Linked DNA regions of Zea mays: region 1 is linked to region 2. The links are chromatin contacts, called in public Hi-C maps. All regions are on one chromosome and are shown on one strand. The core of a region is the stretch at or near the end of the contact, and the rest is flanking DNA. Distances in the headings are between cores, read along the strand shown. Region 1 holds the start of LOC103646942 (mRNA-capping enzyme). Region 2 holds the start of LOC103646939 (protein transport protein Sec24-like CEF).

Region 1 (5,390 bases), core at 393-2,892, 440 kb after region 2:
TGATCCACTCGAGTGGTTTCCCTCCGACACGCTCGGGCCCCTGTTAGGTTCCCCATGCCCGACTCGAGCTCGATGCCGCGGGACTCGACAGGGGTGGGTTCTTTCAGGATTGACGTATCCTATTTTTTCCAGCTGACCAACGAGCTCCAACGACCAGAGGCCTTTCCTCGGCGCACACTCTCACTGGCGGGCCCTAGAGACCCGGGATCATATCCCCGGCAAGAGGCGTCTCCGGTTTGAATTCTTTTGGTCTAAATTGTTAGACATTTATGTGTATTATTATAACCAGTTTAAGGGTTATAGGTCGCACACCATGGCGCCTATATTGAATTTACTGCTTATACAAATAAGAAGAGGTATCATGGCAATAATTCTGAAGGTACATATTTTTATTCATATGTATATAAGAATTACAAGAATTGAGTTTTTTTTTTATTTTTCATTCATTTTTCTCACTATTCATGGGTTACTTACTTGTTCCTTGTCTCCGATAATTATTGCTTATTTATTGTCAACAAAATTAGGATAATGCCATGATCTTCTTATTTTGTTTCTTGCATGAAATATTTAAAACTCTATCATAGAACAATGGCAAATACATATATACATACATGTAGGATCAAATCAAATTTCCTGAAAAACTAATTTACCGTCCCTGCAAAACATACAACATATACTTATCAATATTGCTAAACAACATTAGATTAGTATATACGATTGTTAATATATTTGTCTACCATTTAAAATTCTATATTGATTTTTTAGAAATATGTGCGATATTATAATGTTTGTTCGACACTAGTCCATTCTATTCGGGTCGACGTATTTATAATAATATTATATATTTATATCATCAATATAATATTAGTGTTGTGATGATATTTTGCTACATAGATTTTATATATCATAGTGATATTTTATATATCATATTGATGTTTATTATTCTAAATTTATGTTTTATATTATTTTTTTAACTATTGCATACGTACCCATTGAAATAAGAAGCATAGTGAAGTCTAATTCTATTTAAACAAGGTGTACAAAGTGCGGCTGTCACCTGGTCTGCCGTCTGCCTATACCCAATTGCCTATACACCGCCTTCTTTTGAGGCTATCCGCACCGATGAACTGTAAAGAATACTCTACCGATATAAGGTGAGATATAGAGTAAAAATTTACTGCAGCGGGAGACTCTATCAGCTACTGTAAATTCATGGGCCCAAAGGAAACTCTATCTTTAGCGTACGTACGTTTCTACCCAATCGAATGTGTTTCAGTGGGACTTTGCACCACACGGCTTAGGTAGCAGGTGACAGTTGAGATGGGAAATGAAAGAGAAATTGAAAAGAAATAATATAATATGTGATAGTTGGTATAGAGTTGAGATATAGAGTAAACATGACTACAGAGGATTGTGATATAGAGTAAACATGACTGCTGACGGGGATAGAATATTCCTTTTAGAGTAGAAATTTAGAGTAGTATGAGTACGGATAGCCTGAGACTCTTTTTTGTCGCTGCCGTGACCATTCTCTTGAGCTGGACACTGGCGACTACTCGGTCCATGCCACGTGGAGGGCGCACGAGCGCGCGTGGTGCGCCTAGTTCACCTGGCCATCTCATAAATCCCCCGCCCTCTCCTGACCACGGCCCCGACTGGAGACTGCTGTTCCCCTCGACCCTCGTCCGTCCGTCCGTCCGTCACCTGACGGCTCCCAAACCCTACCCCGCAGATCCCTCCCCTTCCTCTACCCCCGCCTCGCCGCCGGTCTTCGTCACCCGTCGCCGTGCCCGTCGGCGCGGTGTTAAGGGTCCGCTACGCTGCACCTCGCGGGGAGAAAGGGGTGGGCCTCGGGGACCTCCGCCCTCCGCGCAAGGTAGGGTCCCTCCCATCCCACTGTGTTTTCCCCGGGTGAGAGGTGGTCCCGCTCGCTCAGCGCGCGAGCCTTCTCGGGCTGGGTCCCGCGCGGCTCCTGAGAGCGTGGCATGGTGGAAGTGGGCTAGGGCTCGTGAACCCTACTTGGTTCCGGATGTGTGCAGTGTGCTCTTAGCGGCGTCGGCTCGCGTCGATTCCGTCCTTCCGTGCTCTATGGCTTAGACATCGCTCAGCACGCGCTGTTTTGGCTAATTCTTGAATGATTGTTTTTCTATTGGCTTCTAATGATTGCCTGGGGCGCCTCCATACTTGCGTGTATTCACACAAGGCTTGCCTGCCCTGTACTGCCGCCGCACAAGTTCTTTGAATGCCTGCCATTTTATTGGCTTCTGGTTTTGGTAGCTTGGGACATCTCTAATATGCATTCTTTGTCCACATACAAGTGTCTGAGCATATCATTTTCTGTTAGGTGCAAGTCCAAAAGAACTGACTACATCATATATGTAGGTCATTGAATGACCTTCTATACGAATATGGATTTGAATGCATCACCGGTGCCTGACGATGATGAGCAACAGCCTTATGATGATTCAGTTGAGGTTGGGTATGCTCAGACGGAACATGTTGAATCTGCTGTTGCAACATTGCGCCGGGTACACAACTATCTTCATTGGTGTTGGTGTTTATTCCATGTACTGTGCGTCCGTGCCCTTGGCATATCTGCTCTTGCATCCACTGTTTTAAAGGCGTCGCCTAGGCGTTCAGCGGTGGTCCAACGCTAGGCGCCTTGCTCGCCTAGGCGTCCAGGCGGCAGTCCAACGCCTTGTCTCGCCATACCGCTTTAAAAACCATGCTTGTATCTTATTAATGATTGCTGATTAGGTACGATAAATGTTGTTTAGTACCCACGTTTACCTTTGCTGGGTTGACATTATTAGCCGAAGGAAATGCCTCACAAAGTGAGGGACCCTCTTAACTATAGTTTATATATGTATTAAATAGTGGAATATCTTAATGTGCACCACAGGTGTAGTGAATTATACATTGGATTTGTAGTAGAACCATTATTTTGAAGTTCAATATGTTTCCTTGTTGAAGGGTGATTTACTTTGACTGCCTTAATACTGCATACATACTGGTACACATGCATTGTTTATCTATGTGCCAGAAGGGCCTTGTGTCTTTTTAAACAGTTCATTTTAGTTTTCTTTTCTTTTCATATCGAGCCTGCAAGCTGGTTTATCGATACTAACCATACCTTCTATGTGATCTTGCTGTTTTTGCCAGGAGCGTGAAGAGAGACGCAAGAGACTAAAGAGAGAGCAGCAGGATGATGGGTCAAGGCTACATTCCCAGCAGATTAGGAATGATTATGCTCCTCAACCCAAAAGACATAGTCGCATTAAAGAGGCACCTCAGGGTACGAAGTATTGGGCAGTTTGGGTTACTGATATATTCCACCTTGTGTCCCCCCTGCCTATGCATTATTCTTTCCTTTCACTATCGTTTTTCCTATGTGGATTCTATACATAATATCTTGGTACAATTTCAGGCTGGCTGGACTGCCCTGCATTTGGGGAACCAATAGATAAAATCATACCATCTAAAGTTCCTCTTGACGAAACATTCAATGAGTCAGTGCCTCCTGGGAAGCGGTACTCCTCAAAGCAACTAGTTAACAAACAAAGAAAAGCTGGCCGCGAAGTAAGTATTGCTTGCTTGTTCTTGTGGACCAAACTGTAGCCCCTCCTCCTAACTATCATGTGAAGGTAGTCTTCTTTTCTATTTACCATTGTTGTATACAGAAATTTGGCTCATCGACATCATTCTGCCCCTAGAAATGAGTTTCTTTTCTTGTCTACAACCCTAGTGTTTTAAAAAGAGGAGGTGTTAGGTGGTATTTATTTTCTAATCAGCACTTGGTGGGCTAGATGATCATATATGTTTGATGGGTGGGTGGTTCTTAGTTGTCTGGTACCACATATGTGTGTTAGGAACCTACCTTTTTGGAGCAATGTGCAATTTCCTTTTTTTTGGTCTTGTGGCTTCTCATGCCAGCAGGCAGCAAATCATCCTTCCATTTCCTTGTCTTCATCCTACAATGATATTTCTCCTGCACAGATATACCATCATTGCTTGCTCTGAGATCCTTCCAAACTTTTTCCAGTGCCATTGTCACCTTTGATGCCCCCTGAATGGCAAAAGGCAAAAGGGTGAATTCATCTGTATTAACATAAACCAGAGCAATTAGTTCTTTGTGCTGCACACACCAGTGTTATGTTCTCCAGTTGATTTTGAACCAGTGTTTTAAGGTGTTGGTCTAGTTGTTGCCTAGGTGAGAAAGTGCTAAGCCTAAGAAGGGAGGGACTGCAGAAGAATTAAATACGATGAGGAGAACCAGCAGGCAGGCAACTCTCCCTTCGCATTTCCCATCCTCGCTGGCTCCAGTCCAGTCCAGTACCGACCAATCTCTACGTTCGCTCTGGGAGGGACCAGTGGTGGAGCTCTATCTGGATAGTAGGTATAGAGGGAGGGGTGATTCAGGGGCTTCCGGGTTACAGAACTGCATAGGTGCTTGTGGGCAGTGGATGGCATAGCTGAATAGGTGGTTGTGAGCTGCTACATGCTCATCACAGTTCCTCTTGCTGTGCTTTGTTATGCTTGGTTCTAGGTTGTCGGTGGTGTCGAGGATTGGGAGGCAGCATCCAGTGGATGACATAGATAGCTAGGGTGTAGACATGTCTTTAGTTGATTATTAGTCGCTGACTGCGCTCGTGGTTGTGGTTCATTGGCACTCCTATTTAGTTCTGATATCCTATGGCCATCCTCTTTGCCTAGAGAGTAGACACCCTGCATAAATAGTGGCATGTATTCACTATTCCATATGCACATAAATGACAAATCACTTATGCTCCGTTTGGATGTCGATATTGGAGAGGATGGAATTGAATTGTGCTGAATAGCAAATCTGGCATGGTATTGAAATGAGATGTAATTCCAATTCTATTGTTTGGATGCCACTGAATTGGAGTTTGGAATTGTGTTGTCTAATTCCACGCAATACCGAGGGGCGATGCTTTGTATTGGGTGAGGAGGTTTCTAGTTATAGTCCAATTCCAGGGAATTGAGCCTCTGATTTTAAATCTTAATTCCACGAGCAACCAAACAACAGAATTTAGTAAAGCTGATTCCAATTCCCAATTCTGTGCTCCAATATCTACATCCAAACGAGGTATTAGGCTTATGGCATCATTAGGTGGGGTTTGTGGAATTCCATATAGAGTTAAAATATTGTTTCATCATCATTTTTCTTTGTTATGCCATTTCTTATGTGTATTTGTATGCACCAGTGCTCCTAAATGCTAAAAAATCGGTCACACATTGTTTATGCAAATATTGTGCAAAGCAGCCGTTTACTTAGGCTGACAGAACATACATTCTGTATTAACTTCTAGTTTTCACATTTCAGATAGGTCTGGTGATTGATTTGACAAATACCACCCGATATTATTCAC
Region 2 (6,055 bases), core at 728-3,227:
GATCCCCAGTACATGGTATCTGATAGAGCATGTATTAGCAGCAGATTACAAAGAAACAAAGACACAAGAGAATTACAGGCTATATCAAACAAGTTACTTGATTCACAGTGCAGCGCATTAGACGGGGGCTACAGTTCCCAGTGTCCTTCACAATAAATTCACTAGATGCAGCCTGTGATCAATAAACTACTCTTTTATGAGAGGCAGGAACAGGTTTAGCATGCAACGAAATATGAACGAAAATGGACACCAAGCTTTAAGACATACCGGGGGAATGGTTGCTTGGCCACCTTGACGGGTCTCATAAATGATGACTGATGATTCACGCATGGGACGTGGAATTTGATTAGGATCAATTTTGGACGGGGTTGATACCTGGGTTCCAGCATGTGGAGAATAAGGTATAGTCGGGGTGCCAGGGGGTCCTAGTGTGTTTGGCTGCATGCTACCAGGAATGCCTGGCATTCTCAAAGGTGGCTGCATTGCACCAGACCCAGCTCCCTACAAATAATTCCATAGAGCATGTCAGAGGTCAAACTTCTATGTTTCCTAGAATCACTGGAGTTTAAGATTCAGTAATTCTCTGCTCACACACTATGAAACCATATACTTAAATAAATTAAGTTTCGAAATTTTCACGTCATATTGATAAGAGTACTACTAAGCTAGTAATCACAACAACCATGTATGCCAAAAGTCCACATATATGCTATTTAAGCCAAACAAATAACTACAGAAACATAGGCAACACAAAACTTTTGGAATCCTTAACAAATTATGGGTCATTAGAATATAATTTAATAACAAATCTAATATCTACCACACATGGTTACAGGTCAATCAACATAAGGCTCATATGTCATATCAGACAACCTAATTAAAATACCTAGCAGATGAACATTCAAAACATAATCCTTGGGTATGTGAGATTGGAAACACCACAAAAAGTGTAAACCGACACCGCTTCCCAGTGTCACTCACTCCCTTACAAAAAAAACTAAACTTCTGCAGTAGAACTAGCAAGATCACCTGAGTTTGCCAAGACGGAGGTCCAAACGCCGGGGCATTTACCCTGGGTGGCCCCATGAATGGCAGTTGTTGTGCCGCAGGCGCTGATTGTGTAGCAAAGAGCGGCTGCCCAGCTGGCCGCGAACCGAATGGTGGTGGAGGCTGTTGCGGGGCTCCAAAGCTAGGTGGAGGTGGCTGCGTCCAAGCTGCCGCTGCGGCCATTGGCCCAGGCTGGCCAGCGAATGTCTGCCGCAATGGCGGTGCTGGCTGAGGCCCCGCTCCAGGAGGCCCACCGAAGGGTGGAGGATGCGAACCCGCAACAGGGGGGGCACCGAATGGTGCCGCCTGAGACGCAGCAACAGAGTGACCAACAAAAGGCGAAGACGCCTGCGATGCCGTCGCAGGAGGGCCTCCAAACAGGGAAGGGGCCTGGGACACCACCCCGGGGGGGACACCGAACGGCGGCGGCGGCTGAGACGACGCACCTGGAGGCCCTCCGAACGGTGGCGGCGGCTGGGACATTACCCCAGGCTGTCCGCCAAAGGGCGGCGAGGCGGAAGTTGACGGTGTCGGCGCCCGCACGAATGGCGGTGCGGGCGGGCTGCCAGGGAAGGCGGGACGGGCAGCGGACGGTGGGGGGCCCGGACGCGCGGCTAAGGTGGGCGGTGCCTGCTGCGGCGTGAGCCCCCGCGGGGCGCCGGGCGGCGGGGCCGCGCCGCGGGAGATCTGGAGGTTGGCGAACGCCCCGGGGAGAGCCCCCACCCCGGAGCCTGGCGGCCCCTGGCCCGAGCCCTGCGCGGTAGGGTTTTGCGCGGCGAACGGCGGCGGCGGCTGCGGCGACGACGCCATGGATCGCAGCGAGATCGGGATCTGGCGCGCGGTGGCAGGCGGCCAGGCGGGGGAGGAAAGGCGGTCGGGTGCTCTGCTCCTGACCGGTCTGGCGGTCTGGCCTGCCGTGCAGGCCGTCTTTTTTTCATTTTAATCTTTTTTCGAAACTTTTTTACAACTACGTTTCATCTTAACAAATGCAACTCGCGTGTCGGCGTCATCATTATTAACCGTTATCGAATATTTATGTCTCTTAGTTCATTTTTAACTAAAACATGATAAATAAAAAAATGAATGGATCACATCTCTACACCAATTTTGATGGTGTCGATGTCTCTGTTCCGGGCGCTGAGCTAACGCTTGTGTGGCGACAACTCGACGTCAATGCTCACAGCATCAAGCTCGCCGAAGAAAGGGCCCGCCTATTGATCGGCTCTCTCTCGCTCGTTCCCTCTAGTTCGTCCGGTTTGTCCCGAACACCTCTCCTTGCCTAGTGTCGCCCCTCTAGGCTCAGCGTCGTTGTGTCCGCCCATGCCCAACCGCCGCGTCATGCCCCAGGAGCGCACTGTCGTCGACCAGTCACATAGACCCCGCGCGTCGTCGTTGGTGAACTGCCCCGTACCCCATGTTGCCGCGTCCAGCGCGCGCACCGCCATTGTCCCGGTGATAGTAACATAGAGGGGTGAACAGGTGGCATCTCAAAAATCACAACTTAAACAAAAACTTGAACTAATTTAGATGTTACTGCAAATTATAGATCAAGTTAAGGCGAGAAGGAAGAAAAGTTATTTCAATTGATTGCTCTTTTAGATGAGGAATTATAACTTAGAACAATATTGTATGTGAACTTGAGAACTTAGAGAGAGAGAAAGAATAAATCGCAAAAGAATCAAACACGCAAGACAAGGCAATTTATCTCATGGTTCGATTAAGCCTCAAATACTCGCCTACTCCACGTTATAGTGTCCCAATGGACGAGGGTTGCACCTAACCCCTCTCAAGTGATCCAATAATCAACTTGAGCCAACAGTCTTCCTTATACTTTTCCCTTCACAAGGATCTCCACATCTTGGAGTCACTTACAGCCGTACACAGCAAGAGGGTCGAGAATAACACACATAAGAGCAAAAGAACAACATCACAAAGCCACAACACGAACACACAGTAGCAGCACAACACTATCTCACTAGAACGGGCACTCGGATCACTTTGGTGTGTTTCACAAATGAGTAGGAGTGAAGTACTTGCTCTTGATATACTTGGTGTACAGTGAAGGTCAAAATGGGGGCTTATTTATAGCCCCAAGGCTTCACAAAGTCTTTGAACCTTCCTTAAAAATCTACAGAAATTCTGCTCTTGGATGGCACACCGCACCGGTCCGGTGCACCACCAGACCGGAAACAAGGATAGGTCCTTGGGATCTTGATTGGCAACATCCAAATCGGGCTTGCACCAGACCGGACCGGTCCACCACTGGACTGCCACGTGTCTGCTGCTCGTTGAAGCAGTCGTTACGCGCCAGAAGTAATCGTTACTACAATGTCTGGTGCAACACGGGATCATGCACAATAGTGGTCTGGTAAATTTTATAAATAAATCTCAATCTAGAAATGGCTTAATTGTCCATTTCCCTTTCAATCTCCCCTTTTTGGTGATTTATGCCAACACACCTAAAACAAATAAAATATGACTAACTTTAAACAAGATTGCTATTCAATATGAGATCAAAAGATGTGATTTGAAGACTAAGACTAAGTTTCTCAAATATTTGGCATATTTGGACCATTTAGCCATCACTTGCTTTTGATTTTGCAAACTAAGAAATTTTCACCATTTTCTCACTTCTAAGTCAAATAAACCGAGTTTACAAATCAAAATAGTTTTGACATAAGGCAACTTCCTTTGATAAAAATCTCAACCTTTAAGTAGTTTTCACAATAAGGGAGTTCCTCTTTACTATCAAGAGGGTTTTGGATCAAAAGACAAGTTCAAACTCAACACTTTTAAAAACTCAAGTGGTGGTCGATCCATTTGCTTTGGCCTCTAATTTCTCCCCCTTTAGCATGAAACACCAAAACGGAGAAATCCTCATGGTCTCATTGTAATAAAAACTAAGTGAATGTAGACAAAGAACCTTTGATATCTAAGTGCAGTGGAAGTGCCCTGTCTTTGTCCAAATTTACTATTTCCCTTTCAAATACCTTGAGACTACAAATACGATTAACTTGAAAGCATTATTAGTCTTAAAAAGGTCAAAATATAGATTACCCTCCCCCTAAATGTGTGCATCACTACACTTGGACTTGTGAGGTCCGAGGTTGTGAAAGGGAAATGTGCCCTTGGACAATTTCTATAAATGTTTTGGTGATTGGATGCCCAACACGTATTGTTTTTAAGGTGATGTGTACTAAGTGTTAAAGAGATGCAAATCAAGAATCAAGGTATGACTCTAGCCTTAGTGAATTGTTTTTGGTACTAACATATTCCTCTAAGTGCTAGGAACCTTGTTAAATCAAATGAGATTGGATTGGAGAAGTTTGGCTAAAGTACAGCCAGATCTGCACCAACCTTCGGTGCACCGGACTGTCCGGTGCCCAGGCTGGCTCAGCGACGAACTCGCTGCTCTCGGGAATCACCGAGGGTGCCATGGCTAAAATTCATCCGACTGTCCGGTGAGCCAACATCGCCCGCGCCAACGGTCGGCAGCGTGATCAGCGGGCAACGCGTGGCCAGAGCCAATGGTCACTAGGCCGCACCAGACTGTCTGGTGTGCCAAGGGGACCGAGGGCTCAACGGTCGGCTTCGCCAAAGAAGGAAAGAAATCGGACACGGTTCATGTCCGGTGGTGCATCGGACTGTCCGGTGCGCCAACCGACAGAAGACAAGAATTGCCTACCAAATGGAGATCCAACGGCTCCTAACCGCCTTGGGACTATAAAAGGGGCCCCTAGGCGCATGGAGCAACATACCAAGCCTCCATTAAACATCCTAAGACGCCTAGACTCCTCAAGCATGCATCCGGATATCTGTGATTAAGATTTGAGCACTTGTTGAGTTGTGAACTCATTGCGCTGTGTTTGTGTGCTCGGTTCTTGACTTGTGTGCGCGTCGTTGCTGCGACTCTAGTTTTTGCGTGTGTTTCTTTCCCTCCCTAACTCTTGTGGTTTTCATTGAGATCAATATTGTAAGGATGAGAGACTCCAACTTGTGGAGATTCCTCACAAGGGAAATATCAACTATAAGGAAGAAATCTGTGGTATTCAAGTGGATCATTGGATCGCTTGAAAGGGGTTGAGTGCAACCCTCATCCATTGGGGTGCCATAACGTGGAAGTAGACAAGTGTTCTACTTGGCCGAACCACGGGATAAAAATCACCGTGTCACTTGTTGCTATTCTTGTGTGATCTTCTACTCACTTGATAATTGCTCTAAGTTTAATACTTACTTTGTAAAGAGCAATTAAGTGAAGAAGTCATCTCTTTCTCTCTTGACATAGCACCTTGGTTTTGATTTCGCTAACGTTTCAAAATCCAAGTTTGTGCTATTTAGCGTTGATTTATACAGGATCACATATTCACCCCCCCCCCTCTAGGTGCTCTCAATTGATATTAGAGTCGTACTCTTCATTAAGGGACTAACTGCCCAAAGAGATGGATCCTAAAGGCAAGGGGATGGTGATCAACGACAAGGAAAAGGAGACCCTCTACGTCAACGAGCCAAAAGATGACAAGCCCACTGACTCAAGCTCAAGTCGCAAGAAGAGGGATGGAAAGAAGAAGAGGCACATAAAAAAGATCATCTACTACGACAGCTACGCCTCCTTCTCTTCACCAAGGGATGACGACGACGAAGACTCTTCGTCGAAAAAGAAAACGGTTAATCAAAATTATTCTTTTGATTATTCTCACATCCCTTATAATTCGAATGCCCATTTATTATCTATTCCACTCGGAAAACCCCCACACTTTGATGGAGAGGACTATTCATTTTGGAGTCATAAAATGCGTAGTCACTTATTTTCTCTCCATCCTAGTATTTGGGAAATTGTTGAAAATGGAATGCATTTCGATAGCACTCACAATCCTGTATTTATTAATGAGCAAATACATAAAATGCCCAAGCCACTACACATTTTGCTAGCATTTCTATGCAGGGATGAATACAACAAAGTGATCGGCTTGGACAATGCCAAGCAAATATGGGATACCCTCAAGATCTC

The links. A called contact is a pair of places that touch in the nucleus more often than the background predicts.
Region 1: a Hi-C map of leaf shows a contact between it and region 2, with 4 times the contacts expected there. The contact joins the promoter of LOC103646942 here to the promoter of LOC103646939 in region 2. A contact is called at or near these places in 6 of 25 Hi-C or Micro-C datasets (ear, endosperm, leaf and 2 more).

The regions. Positions count from the first base shown.
Region 1 is chr2:128,598,780-128,604,169 of Zm-B73-REFERENCE-NAM-5.0, forward strand. LOC103646942 (mRNA-capping enzyme) reads left to right here and starts at 1,643. Exons shown (of 18, transcript XM_008671549.4): 1 at 1,643-1,876; 2 at 2,383-2,528; 3 at 3,163-3,295; 4 at 3,428-3,579; 5 at 5,345-5,390. The coding sequence starts at 2,391.
Region 2 is chr2:128,154,533-128,160,587 of Zm-B73-REFERENCE-NAM-5.0, forward strand. LOC103646939 (protein transport protein Sec24-like CEF) reads right to left here and starts at 1,978. Exons shown (of 23, transcript XM_008671548.3): 1 at 1,030-1,978; 2 at 268-501; 3 at 98-172; 4 at 1-19. The coding sequence starts at 1,857.